2 separate regions of the Sus scrofa genome follow, and region 1 is linked to region 2. A link is a contact called in public HiChIP or PLAC-seq data. All regions are on one chromosome and are shown on one strand. The core of a region is the stretch at or near the end of the contact, and the rest is flanking DNA. Distances in the headings are between cores, read along the strand shown.

Region 1 (7,174 bases), core at 219-2,718, 140 kb after region 2:
GGGGGCTGGAGTCAGAGTTCAGAGCCCTCCAGTGAAGGAGACCTGGGGCGGTGGGAGAGTGGCCTGCCTGTGATGAGGAGGTGTTGGTGGCACCGAGAGGCATGTGTCAGCCTGGCAGTTGGGTGCAGGCTGGTTTAAGGGGAGGTCACCATGGGTGGAAGGAGAAAGGTGTGGACTTGTGGCCCAGCTTGTTCTCAGATCTGCCCCAGAGAGGGATGGACATGGCATTGTGGAAACTCACCACAAAGGGTCACTCAAGATGAAGAGGGAGACCTGCCTCTGCCCTCTGCTGTTAGGGCTGAAGCCTCTACACCACGTGCAATCCTGCTGAGGGTGAGAGCCGCCTCCAGGTCCTGTTGACATGGTCGCTACCCCACTGCCGCATCCTCAGGCAAGGGGGTAGTAGCTTGGCCATAACTGCATCTCCTGGGCTAGGCCACATCTCTGCCCCCATCCTACCACCTCTGTGATGTTGGGCCAAGTTCCTTAATTCTCTGAGCCTTTTCCCTCTGGGGATGGGAAGGGCCCACAGGTGGGTTGGTGAGAATCTCCAGGGAAAACACAGAATCCAAGATACCTGCTGAGGTTAGTCATGTTGAGAAGAGCTTTATGGTGCTTGCTCAGAGTTTATGATTTTGTAGGGGAGAGCATAAGGTATTTTTTTATAGCAAAGAAAATAATGAGATCATTAGTAGCTTGAGGAAAAACAATGGATTGTAGTAGAAAGGAAATAGGATACTACCTGGTTCAGCAGAGAACAATGTTTCTATAGTTTTAAATATGTAAATGCTGAATATCAATTTACCCCCAAATCAAAATATTGAAAGGAAGGAGATGGAAGTGTGCTGAGAGGTGGTAGCCAAGCTCGTTTTCCATACTAGGAGGTCAGTATTCTAAGGGGGAAAAAAATCAAGAAATAGCAATATTAGCAAATTATTTAGAAATATGAAGGGGAAATGGAAGAGTTGACCAACAGAACTAAAATGATGGGCCAAGGAGAGGGAAGCTTGGGGGAGGGGCAGAACCTGCCATTTTGGGTTATCAGCCTTGTAGTATTATTGTTCAACTGTTAAATCTATGTATGTGTGTTCTTTTGATCAAAAAGAAAACTGAAGAGAAAAATAGTGTTTAGACAGAGAGCAGGCTGTGGCTGGAGAGGTGGAGTAACTTGCCAGGCTGGCAGAATCAGGAGACAGCACAGCACAGGGATCCATGCTGGGGTTTGTGGCCAAGGGCTTGGAGTGACTTTGTCAACACCATGGATGTCACCTATGGGCATCACCTATGGGCCAGCAGCTCACCAAATGCCCACAAAGGCTGCATGAGTATAATAGGCTCATGCACTCCATGCCTCTAGGCAAGGAAACCAGGCCAAGAGCTATTTCCCCCAGGAGGCCACGTCAGCCCAAGGGACGAAAGGGAGCAGTGGGTGGAGATGCCAGTCTGGGATTGTTTCACTTCCTTTCTGTTTACTGGTAGCCTTAATTCCCAAGTTCCCCATTCAGCTAGGCTGATTAGTCAGATTCTCCAGGGGGAGGGCTGGGGCATCAATGACGTTCTGGAAACTTCTTGGGAAGCAGTTCCTATGGAGACGCTCTCAGCACCGAGCCTGGTGCATCCTTCTTCCTGCAGCCAAGGAGGTGGTGGAGCCTGGAGGGCTGAGTCCTCATTGCTGGCTTGTGTTCACGGAGATACCAAGGTCCACTGTTCCTCCAGGACCTTCCCGGCCTCTAAAGTGGGAAAGGCAGTCAGTTGAATGACCCAGTGACAGACTGCCATGATCTTGTAGTTAGCACTGACCATTGCCTGGGTGCCTGGCATTGTGCAAAGAGGCCCTTACAGTCATGGAAAGCACATGAAAGGAGGGGTTCAGGCCACTGGCAAGTAGGTCCTGGCTGTGGGCTCCAGGCTGGCTGGTCCTTAACTCAGTGTGACTTGGGCAGGTTTCCTTCCCTCCCAGGCTCCCTCTGGGCCTCTGGGAGAGGAAGGTCCCCGCTCTGATACAGCAAGAGTGCTCTCATGCTTCGCTGACGGGCTGAATGCAGGAGAGGTCTCTCTGTCAGGATATCCTCTACCACACAGTTTACAATGTAGTGAAAACCGGGGATAATTGGGACTTTATTTATTTAAAATTTTTTTTCTTCATGCTGCATAGCACCGGAACTATGTCTAGTCACTTATGATGGAGCATGATAATGTGAGAAAAAAGAATGTATACATGTATGTGTAAGTGGGTCACCTTGCTGTACAGTAGAAAGTTCACAGAACACTGTTAAAAGAAAGAAAGAAAGAAAGAAAGAAAGAAAGAAAGAAAGAAAGAAAGAAAGAAAGAAAGAAAGAAAGAAAGAAAGAAAGAAAGAAAGATCTAGGAGTTCCCGTCGTGGCGCAGTGGTTAACGAATCCGACTAGGAACCATGAGGTTGCGGGTTCGGTCCCTGCCCTCGCTCAGTGGGTTAACAATCCGGCGTTGCCGTGAGCTGTGGTGTAGGTTGCAGACGCGGCTCGGATCCTGCGTTGCTGTGGCTCTGGCGTAGGCCGGTGGCTACAGCTCCGATTCAACCCCTAGCCTGGGAACCTCCATATGCCGCGGGAGCGGCCCAAGAAATAGCAACAACAATAACAACAACAAAAAGACAAAAGACAAAAAAAAAAAAAAAGAAAGAAAGAAAGAAAGAGTTGAATGAACTGCAGGGAGAAGCAAAAAAAAAAAAAAAAAAAAATTTTTTTTTTTTTTCTTTTTTAGGGCTGCACCCAGGGCACATGGAAATTCTCAGGCTAGGGGTCGAATCGGAACTACAGCTGCCAGCCTGCACCACAGCCACAACCATGCCAGATTTGAGCCGTGTCTGTGACCTACACCACAGCTCTCGGCAATGCTGGATACTTAACCCACTGAGCGGGGCCAGGGATCAAACCTGCGTCCTGGATACTAGTCAGGTTCTTAAGCTGCTGAGCCACAATGGGAACTCAGACAACTGGGACTTTTACATGGTAGATCTCAATAGTAAAAAAGACCAGTGTAGAGGGTAGTATAAAGCATGGCAAGGTGCGGGCAACACAAGCAAAGTAAGAAGAGACCATGGATGGGATGGGGAGTTTCTAAGTGTCTACATGGCTTTGGCTGCACCAGGAAACTATAATTTACAGCTTATAAGTTAACAAAAGAAATACCTAAAATACATAAAGCTATTGGAGATAAGGAAGAGCAATACACGGAGATATTTCAGACTGATGACTTCTGCTCCGGTCTAGCTCCCCTGCCCCAGCCTTGGACCGCGCAGGCCTTCCAGCTCTCCCACTCTTCCCTGAGCCCCAAAGAGTGCTGCAGGGTGACTTTTCCTTGGTCCCCAGCATGGTCCTGGAGCAACATCGAGTAAGGATCAGAACTTTCTATAGATGGAGAAGAGGATCTTAGGAAGATACTGAGGCAGGGCTGGAATTAGAACACGATTCTCAGGCTCTCTGGCTCTGTTGATTATCTGGAATAACAGTGGGTTCCCTGGGCCAAAACATCATCTCCCAAGCTGTGCAGGCAACCAGAGCCCTTGCTGAGGGGGAGGAGTGGCCCACAGAGGCTGATGGGGTTGGGTAGGCCTGGAGCAATAGGCCATGAGGATCAGAACCAGGTATGCCCAGGTAGGAGCAGCAGGAGGAAGGCCTGATGGACCCACATGGCTCAGATATGACCCAGATACGACCCAGATACCAAAGGTCAAGGGCCTTATGCCTTCCTCAAGGATCAGCGCTAGGCCCAGAGGTGTCTGGTGTCTCCTTGCTTTCTGTGAGACCTAACTGTGGGCAGAATACACCTCCCCTTTCTTTTCTTTTTGACTGCCCTGCAGCATATGGAGTTCCCACGCCAGGGATCAGATCCAAGCCACAGCTGTGACCTACACGACAGCTACAGCAATAGCTGATATCATTTAACCCATTGTGCCAGGCTGGGAATTGAACCTGCATCCCAGTGCTGCAGAGATGCTACTGATTGCACCACAGTGGGAACTCCATACCTCCCTTTTTAGGAAAATCCCACCTTAACAGTAGCACTCAACATGGCACCCTCTGGGTACCCTAGGTTCTGGCCTTTCTCTTCCTCCCAGCTACTTCTGGAAGGGCAAAGCCAGCTGGTCTGAGCCTGGCATCCTTCATCCCAATCCAGAGAAGGAAACGTAACAAATGAGATCAGAATTTATAGAGATTCATCTGAGAGGCTGATAGCAGAGACAATGGTTTTTTATTGTCTTTTAGGGTGAGGAGGAAGAACTCTAGAAGTTTCAGATCAGCCGTGATGAATGGGTTCAAGGTGAGGATACTGACAAACTGGAGAATGAGGCTCTATGGGGGTGTGGGAGTGTCCTCATGGCCACCGTTGCCCTAGCCTAAACTTGAGGCCAGAAGAGCCAGTACCAGTGGCCACCTACTCGCATGGCAGGATCAGCTCAGACCTTTCTGTTTTCCTCAGAAGCTGCTGACAGCGGCTGGTCCTCCTTGGACAATGCCACATCCTCTTCCACAACCAGGGGACTTTTTTCTTTCTGCTTTAGTCTAAGGCTGCAGGGAAATCTAAACTAAGAGTGACGGCAATTTCTGAAATTGCTGAAAACCATTTAAAAGCCTCGGAAGCATCCTCTCTTGTTCTGGGCGGCTGCTCTGGTTGAGCCTGAAAGAGGGCATTTGCTGGCCGCTCGTGGCTCTCCCTCGAAGCTGTGGCTTTGCTTCCCTGGCTTGGCTGCTGGAGTTTGCCAAAAGTGAGAGGGCCCGAGCACTCTCCTTGCCCATGTCCTCACCTTCTAAGCTCCTTTGGACAAGCTGGGCTGAAAAGGAGCTTTTGTTTCCCCTTTACCTGTAACAGTGCCATCAAGGAAAAGGGAAAGAAATGGTTCCATTGAAGGAGAAAAGGCTCAATCACATGCGGGTCTGTGGACTGGGGTTAGGTTGGGAAGAGAGAGCAAACTGGGCTGAAACGAACATTCCTAGGGGCCATGGTTTATCTCTGGCAGATTTATAATTCCACTCACAGAGCAAACGCTGGTCTGGTGTGAGGCACCCCTGCTCAGTGCCCCTGTATTCTCTCATGAATTCCTTGCCACACCCTATGACACAAGTGCTCTTATGCCCATTTTTTAGATGAGTAAACTGAGGTTCAAAGGGACTAACCCCCTTGCTCAAGGCCACACCATTTGAGGTAGCTGCATCTGCCTCCACAGACCCTCTCTGGAACCCCCACTGCAACCTGCCCTCCTAATTCTCAAAAGAGAAGGAAAACAGAGCTGTTGGAAGGAAAGGAAAGGAGCGTGATGGGGACAGGGCCCAGTGGGCGAGGGGGTGAGAGGTGTGAGGTTGGAGGCTCCATAGAAGGTGGCACTGGACTCCCAAGAGCACCCTCAGAGCCAGACCAGGCAGAAGCCAAGGAAAAGGGATGGGCCCTGTGTTTACCAATGCCATGGGTTCTGGGTTTAGTGCCCTCTTTGAGTGACAGGGCTAAAGAAAAGTGGTTAAATCTCTAGTATTTGTAATGTTTTCACTTCTCGCTCCTTTGCCAGCCCAGCCATAAACAGCCCTGATGGGGTCAGTGTGGGTGAGGGTGGGGCTAGGTGAGACTTGGCTAGGGAGGCAGGGGGATGGATAGCATTGGGAGAGCTCTGCTCCAGGATGAGGAGCAGAAGGGAAAGTGGGCAAGGAGGCAGGTATACAGGATGTGTAGGAAGCCTTGCTATGGGTTGTGTTTTCTGAGGCTTTCAGGGCTGCATTTGCCTGTCCTACCTCTGCTCCTCTTCCATCCTTCCTGGGCCATGCAAGATGGGCTAGTGACATATGAGGAAACCAAGGCACAGAGAACAAGATCTCCTGCCCATGGTCACGAAGTGCTGCAGTGGCCAAAGTTAGCCACCTTCCCACTCCTTAGTGGTGTCACCAAGAATTTTTCATTGTAATGCAACATAATTTTTGGCCAGATTTATTTCTCCCAAATATTTCTATTTGTGCTAATGCCTGTGCTAAACAATTACCTTAAATTCTCTAAGATGAGATAAAGACTAAGGCAGGGGAGGAATTTGTGAGAAAAAGTTATGTAAGGTCAGGGAGAGGCCTAAAACATTCAAATCCTGTGGATTTCAAACTAGTATTTTTTTTTTTTTTTAAGAATCCTTCTTTCAAGCAAACTTTTTTTTTTTTTTTTTTTTTGCTTTTTAGGGTTGCACCTGTGGCATATGGAGGTTCCCAGACTAGGGGTCCAATCAGAGCTACAGCTGCCAGCCTAGGCCACAGCCACAGCAATTCAGCATTCAAGCCATGTCTGCAACCTACACCATAGCTCACAGCAATGCCAGATCCTTAACCTACTGAGCAAGGACAGGGATTGAACCCGCAACCTCATGGTTCCCAGTCGGATTCATTTCTGCTGTACCACGACAGGAACTTCTAAGCAAACTCTTAAACTAACTCTCAATTTTCTTTTCTTTCTTTTGTCTTTTTAAGGCCACACCCATGGCATATGGAAGTTCCCAGGCTAGGGTTTGAATTGGAGTTACAGCTACCAGCCTATGCCACAGCCACAGCAATGTGTGATCCAAGCCATGTTTTCAACCTATACCACCGCTCTTGGCAACGCCAGATCCTTAACCCACTGAGGAAGGCCAGGTATTGAACCCACATCCTCATGGATACTAGGCAGGTTCATTACTGTTGAGCCATATTGGGAACTCTGCCCCCAATTTTCAAGACAGATAAGAAGGGTACTGCAGTAGGAGTTGGATGGCTCCTTTGAGTCCTTAGGCTCAGTGTTTACAGCACAAATCAAATTTGGCCCCTTGATAACAGAGGAACGGAGTCCAGAGGTAGGTGGCACCTGCATGCGCTCAGTGTGCCACACCTGGTAGAGTGAGGGAGACTTGATCAAGATCACCCAGTGAGGTAGAAAGGGGCATCCAGGCTGGGGTGTATGCACGTATGCAACACCATGGGCCGCTTAGAAGGCAAACCCTGCTTGTGTATCTCAGAAGGCAGATGTGGACACGAGAGGATTTCCCCAGTGGTAGTGCAGATGGAAAGAACGCCGCAGGAAGGACAAGGCTGGGGTCCTTCTCCACCAGAGCATGGCTTGGCCCCGTGGTGGCAGGTTTGCTGCAGGAGAGCTAAGAGGAGACGAGGACAGGCAGCCAGTGTGCTTGGGCAT
Region 2 (7,138 bases), core at 4,144-6,643:
GGAAGTTTGTTTCATAAGAAGTCAAGGCTGTGTAGTTAGGAGTAGAAAAGACTCAAAACGCCTAAAGAGCCCTTTGGAGAAAACCTACACTACTTTTAGGGACAAAAGGACAATCTTCACTCCAGCCTTTGAACCTCTTCCCTCCTTCAGATACCACAGCGTTCTCACTGATGCCAAGGGTTATTTTACCCCCATACTGCTTTACTCTACTGAGAGAAGATAATATCTATCTACCACATTTTGTTTTTACCTTAAATAAGTAAGATGGTAATGGCTCTTCCTCTTCCTCTTTTACTTTGGTCAAGATCTCTTGCCACTCATCTTCATTTTTCAGATGTTTGATGGCTTTAGTTAAAGTAAGACAGGATGCTTTAAATGCTATGAGAACTTACATATTTTATAACTGTTTTGAAAGCATTCACATAAATAAAAAAGTCACTTTATACCGGAAAAGGAAAAAGTTCAAGCCCACTTATACTATCTTTACTCAAAGAACTTTCACTTTATTATATTTAATATTTTGTTATTTGTGAAAGACAAAATACCCTGAGAGTATAAAATATTCTCAGATTCTTTTCATAAAACCAAATTATCCTTGAAAATTATTAAAATATTTCATTCAGGAAAAAAGAAGAACTTTCACTTTAACTTCAGTTTTTTTCTTTCCTCTGTTCAGAATCTGAGTAGTAAGTTTGGTAAAAACACCTATAGTAAGATCATAAGGATTGCTGTACTCTACAAAATAAGATGATACAACATCCAAATTGGGATACATAATAATGACTGTAAATTAAACACTAACTCCTGTTTTCATATCATTGGAATAGCTTTTCATCAACAATTTGCTTTGAATCGAAGACCTGTCCTACTCCTACACCTGTCTGAATGCTACCTAGAGAATTCTTTAATTTTGGTAAAGAGAATTCTTTAATTTTGAGGTGGGGCAAAAGGTATTTCAATATGTATGGCAAATTACTAAAGCAGTAAGACAAAAAGAAAAACAGGCATTTAACTACTCATGAAAATTTTTGCAATATCTCTCTTATGCAAACTAAGAAAGGCTTTTGCAACATGCAGAATAACATATTTTTCAGTCTTACTGATATTAATAAAACCATAATAATAATATAAGTTAAAAGAAAAATGTTACATTGCTCCTCACCTAATGGGGGCTGAAGCTCATATCCCTGTTGAGCAGCCCAACCAACGTGATGAAGAAATGGATCCAAGTAATACAACCAAAGTTCAAAATTATCAGAACTCTCAAGTCCTTCATAACGCAGCTTCAGCCTTCCCCCAATATTGTCTACTACAGTAACAATCCAAGTGCTTAAAGAGTCCTGGAAAGCTTGACATTCCAGCCTGGAACCTGGAGCAATGAGATCTAAAGGATTCCTCCCATTACGGAGCTTTAGGTTAAAAAAAAGCAAAATGATTTAATAAGAGAGGGAAAATAATATTTTTAAAATTCAAGCTTTAAATGAACTCAAACTTGCCTTTATATTTTCACCCATTCAAAGCTAGTGACACTGAATCACCTAAGATCATACAAATCTCTATAGCATTATTTCTGGTGATATGAAAATATCTTAATGAAAAATTTCTTATAAAGCAATAAAACTATTCTAACAAATCTCTTAAGACTATGTTATATAGTTTCATCTAGAAAGAATTTTTAAATTATCATCATGGCATATACTCTCTAAGAATGGGTTTTCTACACATAAGTCAACTAACTAAATAAACTAAATTTGGGAAGTTCCCGTTGTGGTGCAGTGGAAACAAATCTGGCTAGTATCCATGAGGATATAGGTTCAATTCCTGGCCTTGCTCAGAGGGTTAAGGATCCAATGATGCTGTGAGCTGTGGCGTAGGGTGAAGACATGGCTTGGATCCCGCCTGGCTGTGACTGTAGTGTAGGTGGGCAGCTGTAGCTCCGACTGGACCCCTAGCCTGGGAACTTCCATATGCCTTGGGTATGGCCCTAGAAAAAAAAAAAAAAAAGACAAAGAATACAAAGATCACCAAGAAACAGTGTTCACCATCAAGTTTTAAAAGGGGAATTGTGAATGTGAATGGATCATAGAATTAAATATAAGAGATAAAACTACAAAACATTTAGAAGAAGATATAGGGGAAAATATTTATGACCTGGGGTTATGCAAAGCCTTCTTAGATAAGACTCCAAAAGCACAAGCAATAAAAGAAAAAAATAGATAAACTGGACTACACTGAAATAAAAAAACCTTTGTTGTACAAACCATACCATCAAGAAAGTGAACAATCTACAGAACTAGAGAAAATAGTTGAAAATCATATATGTGATCTAGACTTATAACCAGAATATATAAAGAACTCTTACAACTCAATAATAAAAAGATAAATAACTGGAGTTCCCATTGTGGCGAGTGAAAACAAATTCGACTAGTAACCATGAGGTTGCGGGTTCAATCCCTGGCCTCGCGCAGTGGGTTAAGAATCCAGCATTGCCATGAGCTGTGGTGTAGGCTGCAGATGCAGCTCGGATCCAGTGTTGCTGTGGCTATGGCAGAGGCTGGTATTTACAGCTCTGATTTGACCCCTGGCCTGGGAACCTCCCTATACCGTGGGTGCAGCCCTAAAAAAAAGCAAAAAAAAAAAAAAAGACAAATAATTTAAAAATGGGCAGACATTTCTCCAAAAAATAAGCACAAAGAAAGATGCTCAACATCACTGATCATTAGGGAAATGCAAATCAAAGTGAGATACTACTTTACACCCACTAGAACAGCTATAATCAAAAAGAGAATAGTATAGTGGAGTTCCCGTCGTGGCGCAGTGGTTAACGAAACTGACTAGGAACCATGAGGTTGTAGGTTCAATCCCTAGCCTTGCTCAGTGGGTTAAGGATCCGGTGTTGCTGTGAGCTGTGGTGTGGGTCACAGACACAGCTCAGATCCCACATTGCTATTGCTCTGGTGTGGGCTGGTGGCTACAGCTCCGATTCGACCCCTAGCCTGGGAACTTCCATATGCCGCAAGAGCGGCCCTAGAAAAGGCAAAAAAGACCAAAAAAAAAAAAAAAAAGAATAGTAAGTATTGATCAAAATGTAAAGAAATTGGAATCTTCATAAACTACATTCACATATGCTACAAAGAGTGTTGCTGATAGGACAGAAAGTAACAAAATATAACAGAAATGTCATAACTGATTTTACAAAAACAAGAAATCTATATTCACCAATAAGCTCAAAATTTACACTGCTTTATAAAAACTGCTGAAAGCATGTAGGTGGTGGTCCAGTGTCTTCTGAGCAAAAGAAAAGGGGTCTCAAGTCACTCGGTGTGGGAGTTACATTTGTCCATTCTAAAGCAGAGTTAATCTTTGCTCAGCTCCAAGTGAGATCCCAACAAGGCTATATTTCCCAACCATGTGAAAGAATCTGAAAAACTAGATTTTTATGTGACTGCAACTAAATCAAAAATATTTTAAGAGTTCCCATCGTGGCGCAGCAGAAACAAATCCAACTAGGAACCATGAGGTTTTGGGTTTGATCCCCAGCCTCACTCAGTGGGTTAAGGATCCGGCATTGCCGTGAGCTGTGGTGTAGGTTGCAGACGCAGCTCTGATCCTGCGTTGCTGTGGCTGTGGCATAGGCCAGCAGCTAAAGCTCAGATTTGACCCCTATCCTGGGAACCTCCATATGCCACAGTGCGGCCCTAAAAAGAAAAGAAAAGAAATATTACTGAAGATAAGGATTTTCTACAATGATTCTGGAAGCAATAATACTCACGCCCTCTAGCAGCGGAACAGGAGGACTACATGCTCCCATCAGGGTTTGCCGCAGAAACTCATTCCAATCAGACACTTTATCTCTGATGCCTAGATGAGGGAATAAATGAGTTATTACTCATAGTGTCAGCCATAAAATAGAGAAACTACAGAGAATACAGAGAAACTAAACCAATGAAAATGATTTAGAGATGCATTTGTCAGTATAATATTTAAGAGTCCAACATATTGCTTGAGAGCTTTAAAAATAATTCTCCTCTGGAGTTCCCGTCGTGGCGCAGTGGTTAACGAATCCGACTAGGAACCATGAGGTTGCGGGTTCGGTCCCTGCCCCTTGCTCAGTGGGTTAACGATCTGGCGTTGCCGTGAGCTGTGGTGTAGGTTGCAGACGCGGCTCAGATCCTGCGTTGCTGTGGCTCTGGCGTAGGCCGGTGGCTAAAGCTCCGATTCAACCCCTAGCCTGGGAACCTCCATATGCCTTGGGAGCGGCCCAAGAAATAGCAACAACAACAACAACAAAAAGACAAAAGACAAAAAAAAAAAATAATAATAATTCTCCTCTAGGAGTTCCCATAGTGGCTCATCAGAAGTGAATCTGACTAGTATCCATGAAGACACAGGTTAGATTCCTGGCCTTGCTCAGTGGTATAGGTCGCATATGCAGCTTGGATCTAATGTTGCTGTGGCTGGGGTGTAGGCCAGCAGCTATAGTTCTGATTTCAACCCCTAGCCTGGGAACCTCCAGATGCCGTGGGTGCAGCCCTAAAAAGATCAAAAAAAAAAAAAAAATCCTCCTCTAGATAGAGCTACTTCCTTGCTAGTTTAATAAGAGTTGTATCCAAAACAAAGAGAAGAGGCCCAACTCGCTATCAGTACAATTTTATCCTTATCCAAAAGACACCTACTTTAGAGTTCCCCTTGTGGCTCAGTGGAAACGAACCAGACTAGTTTCCATGAAGATGCAAGTGCAATCCCTGGCCCCACTCAGTGGGTTAAGGATCCAGCATCGCCACAAGCTATAGGTATAGGTCACAGATGTGGCTTGGATCTGCCATTGCTGTGGTTGTGGCATAGGCCGAGAGCTGCAGCTCTGATTTGACCCCTAGTCTGGGAGCTTCCATATGCCACATCTTCAGACCTTAAAAAAAAAAAAGAAAAGAAAAGAAAGTTCTTTAAAAAACAAAGAAACAAAAGATACTTGCTTTATTTTTTATTATGGAAAATTTTAGAAATACAGAAAAGTAAAGAGAATAGTATAATGATTCCTCATATAAACTAGCTTCAGGAGTTCCCATTGTGGTTCAGCTGAAATGAATCTGACTAATATCTCTGGCCTCGTTCAGTGGGTTAAGGATCTGCAGCATTGTCATGAGCTAAGGTGTAGATTGAAGACTCAGTTTGTATTTGGCGTTGCTGTATTTGGGGACCTCCATATGCAGTGGGTATAGCCCTAAAAAGATAAAAAAATAAACAAACAAGCAAACAAACTAGCCTCAACAACTGTCACTTCATGGGCAATCTTTTTTTTTTTTTTTTTTTGCTCCACCCATGGCTTGCAAAAGTTCCCAGGTCAGGAGTCAAACCCAAGCCACAGCAGTGACCTGAGGCACAGTAGTGACAATGCCAGATCCTTAACTACTAGGTCACCGGGGAACTCCCACTGTCAATCTTTACATCTAGATCAGACAGTGCTACCAAACTACAACCTGTGGACTAAAGCTGGCCTGCTATCTATTTCTGTAAATAAAGTTTTTATGGAACACAGCCATGGTCATTTGTTTATGTACTACTTTCACATTACAAAGGTAGAGCTGAGCAGTTGCGACAGAAACCGCAGGGCCCCAAAAGCCTAAAATATTTTACTATCCGGTCCTTTATAGCTACTTTGTCAAGCCTGATCTATATATCCTCATACCTGGCATCCCCAACCAGCCAGATTATCTAGAAACAAATCCCTGATATCACGTAATTTTATCCAATATAATCTCAATATGTATTTCTAGAAGAAAATAACTTTTTATATAACCACAGTAAGATGACACCTTAAAAAATTAACAATAATTAACATCAAATATCTAGACCATGTCAATTTTCCCAAATGTCTCAAAAACAATTTTTTAAATTTGTTTGGTCAAATCATGATACAAATGAGATTTGTATACTGCAAATGGTTAACACATCAACTAAATCTCTTTTAATGTGTAGGTACACCCTATGCCCTCTCTTTTTCCTGGAGCATACTTGTTAAGAGATTTAGCCTTTTGTCCTATACAAATTTTTTTCAGAGTCTGGTTTTACTGGTTGTCTGCTCATGGTAACCAGTCGCTCTACTGTCCTCTACATTTTCTGTGAATCAGTATTTAGATCTAGAGGCCTGATCAAATTCAGTTTGGATTCTTTGGGGAAGAGGGCAAGATTACTTCTTAAGTGGAGTTAAATCCTTCCATCAAGAGGCACATTCTATCTTTCCTTCTATGGTGATGGCAGCTTTTAATGGTCACTACACAGATACGATGATTCATTTGGGGCTAGAAACAGTGATGTTCTATCATCCTTCTTCATTTACTAACCAAAATATAAAGAAAATGTTCTCTTGGGGTTCCCATAGTGGCTCAGGGGTTAACAAATCCAACTAGGAACCATGAGGTTGAGGGTTTGATTCCTGGCCTCGCTCAGTGGGTTAAGGATCTGGCATTGCCTTGAGCTGTGGTGTAGGCTGCAGACATGGCTCGGATCTGGAATTGCTCTGGCTCTGGTGTAGGCTGGTGGCTACAGCATAGATTAGATCCTGAGCCTGGGGACCTCCATGTGCTGCGGGTGCGGCCCTAGAAAAGGCAAAAAGACAAAAAAGACAAAAAAAAAAAAAAAAAAAAAGTTCTCTTCAACTATTTGATCACAAAAAAAAAAAAAAAAAAGCAGGATATAAACTTGATTCTCTGTATTTACCAGCCTTCAAAATTATCCATTGGTTCCCTAGCATCCTTCAAAGGCAACCAATGAGGGTTTTGTTTAAAAGTTTCATGGAGCTCCCGCTGTGGTGCAACAGGATCAGCAGTGTCTTAGAAGCGCTGGGACATGGGTTCGATATCCAACCCAGCACAGTGGGTTAAGGATCTGGTGTTGCTGTACCTGTGGCTTAGTTTGCAGCTCAGCCTGGATCTGATCCCTGGCCCAGGAGCTCCATATGCCATGAAGAGGCCCAAAATAAATAAATAAATAATAAAATTGTTTATTCCTTATTGTAAATCAACCACAGTTCAATTTTTGAAAATAGTTTTCTTTAATTTAAAAAAAACACATGCACACACAATCATATATTCTCCTCTCTCATTTTATACACTTTTTTTTTTTTTGTCTTTTTGTCTTT

What was found. HiChIP or PLAC-seq counts read pairs in DNA pulled down with a chosen protein or histone mark.
Region 1: a contact with region 2 is called in an H3K27ac HiChIP or PLAC-seq map of alveolar macrophages. The contact joins two enhancer-like sites. A contact is called at or near these places in 1 of 5 promoter capture datasets (liver), 3 of 47 Hi-C or Micro-C datasets (alveolar macrophages, liver and skeletal muscle) and 1 of 2 datasets of contacts at active chromatin or transcription factors (alveolar macrophages).

The regions. Positions count from the first base shown.
Region 1 is chr13:35,196,378-35,203,551 of Sscrofa11.1, forward strand. It overlaps RFT1 (protein RFT1 homolog), which reads right to left. Exons shown (of 14, transcript XR_002337566.1): 14 at 467-1,730. Among named protein-coding and RNA genes, the nearest start is that of SFMBT1, 19 kb to the left of the region's middle. Within about 2 kb of position 1,469, at least 3 of the 83 cell types and tissues checked have an H3K27ac peak or open chromatin away from gene starts, as enhancers often do. A contact at or near this core is called in alveolar macrophages, where this site is marked.
Region 2 is chr13:35,057,133-35,064,270 of Sscrofa11.1, forward strand. It overlaps SFMBT1 (scm-like with four MBT domains protein 1), which reads right to left. Exons shown (of 22, transcript XM_021068955.1): 6 at 3,773-3,861; 7 at 1,163-1,409; 8 at 251-345. Among named protein-coding and RNA genes, the nearest start is that of ITIH4, 120 kb to the left of the region's middle. Within about 2 kb of position 5,394, at least 1 of the 83 cell types and tissues checked has an H3K27ac peak or open chromatin away from gene starts, as enhancers often do. A contact at or near this core is called in alveolar macrophages, where this site is marked.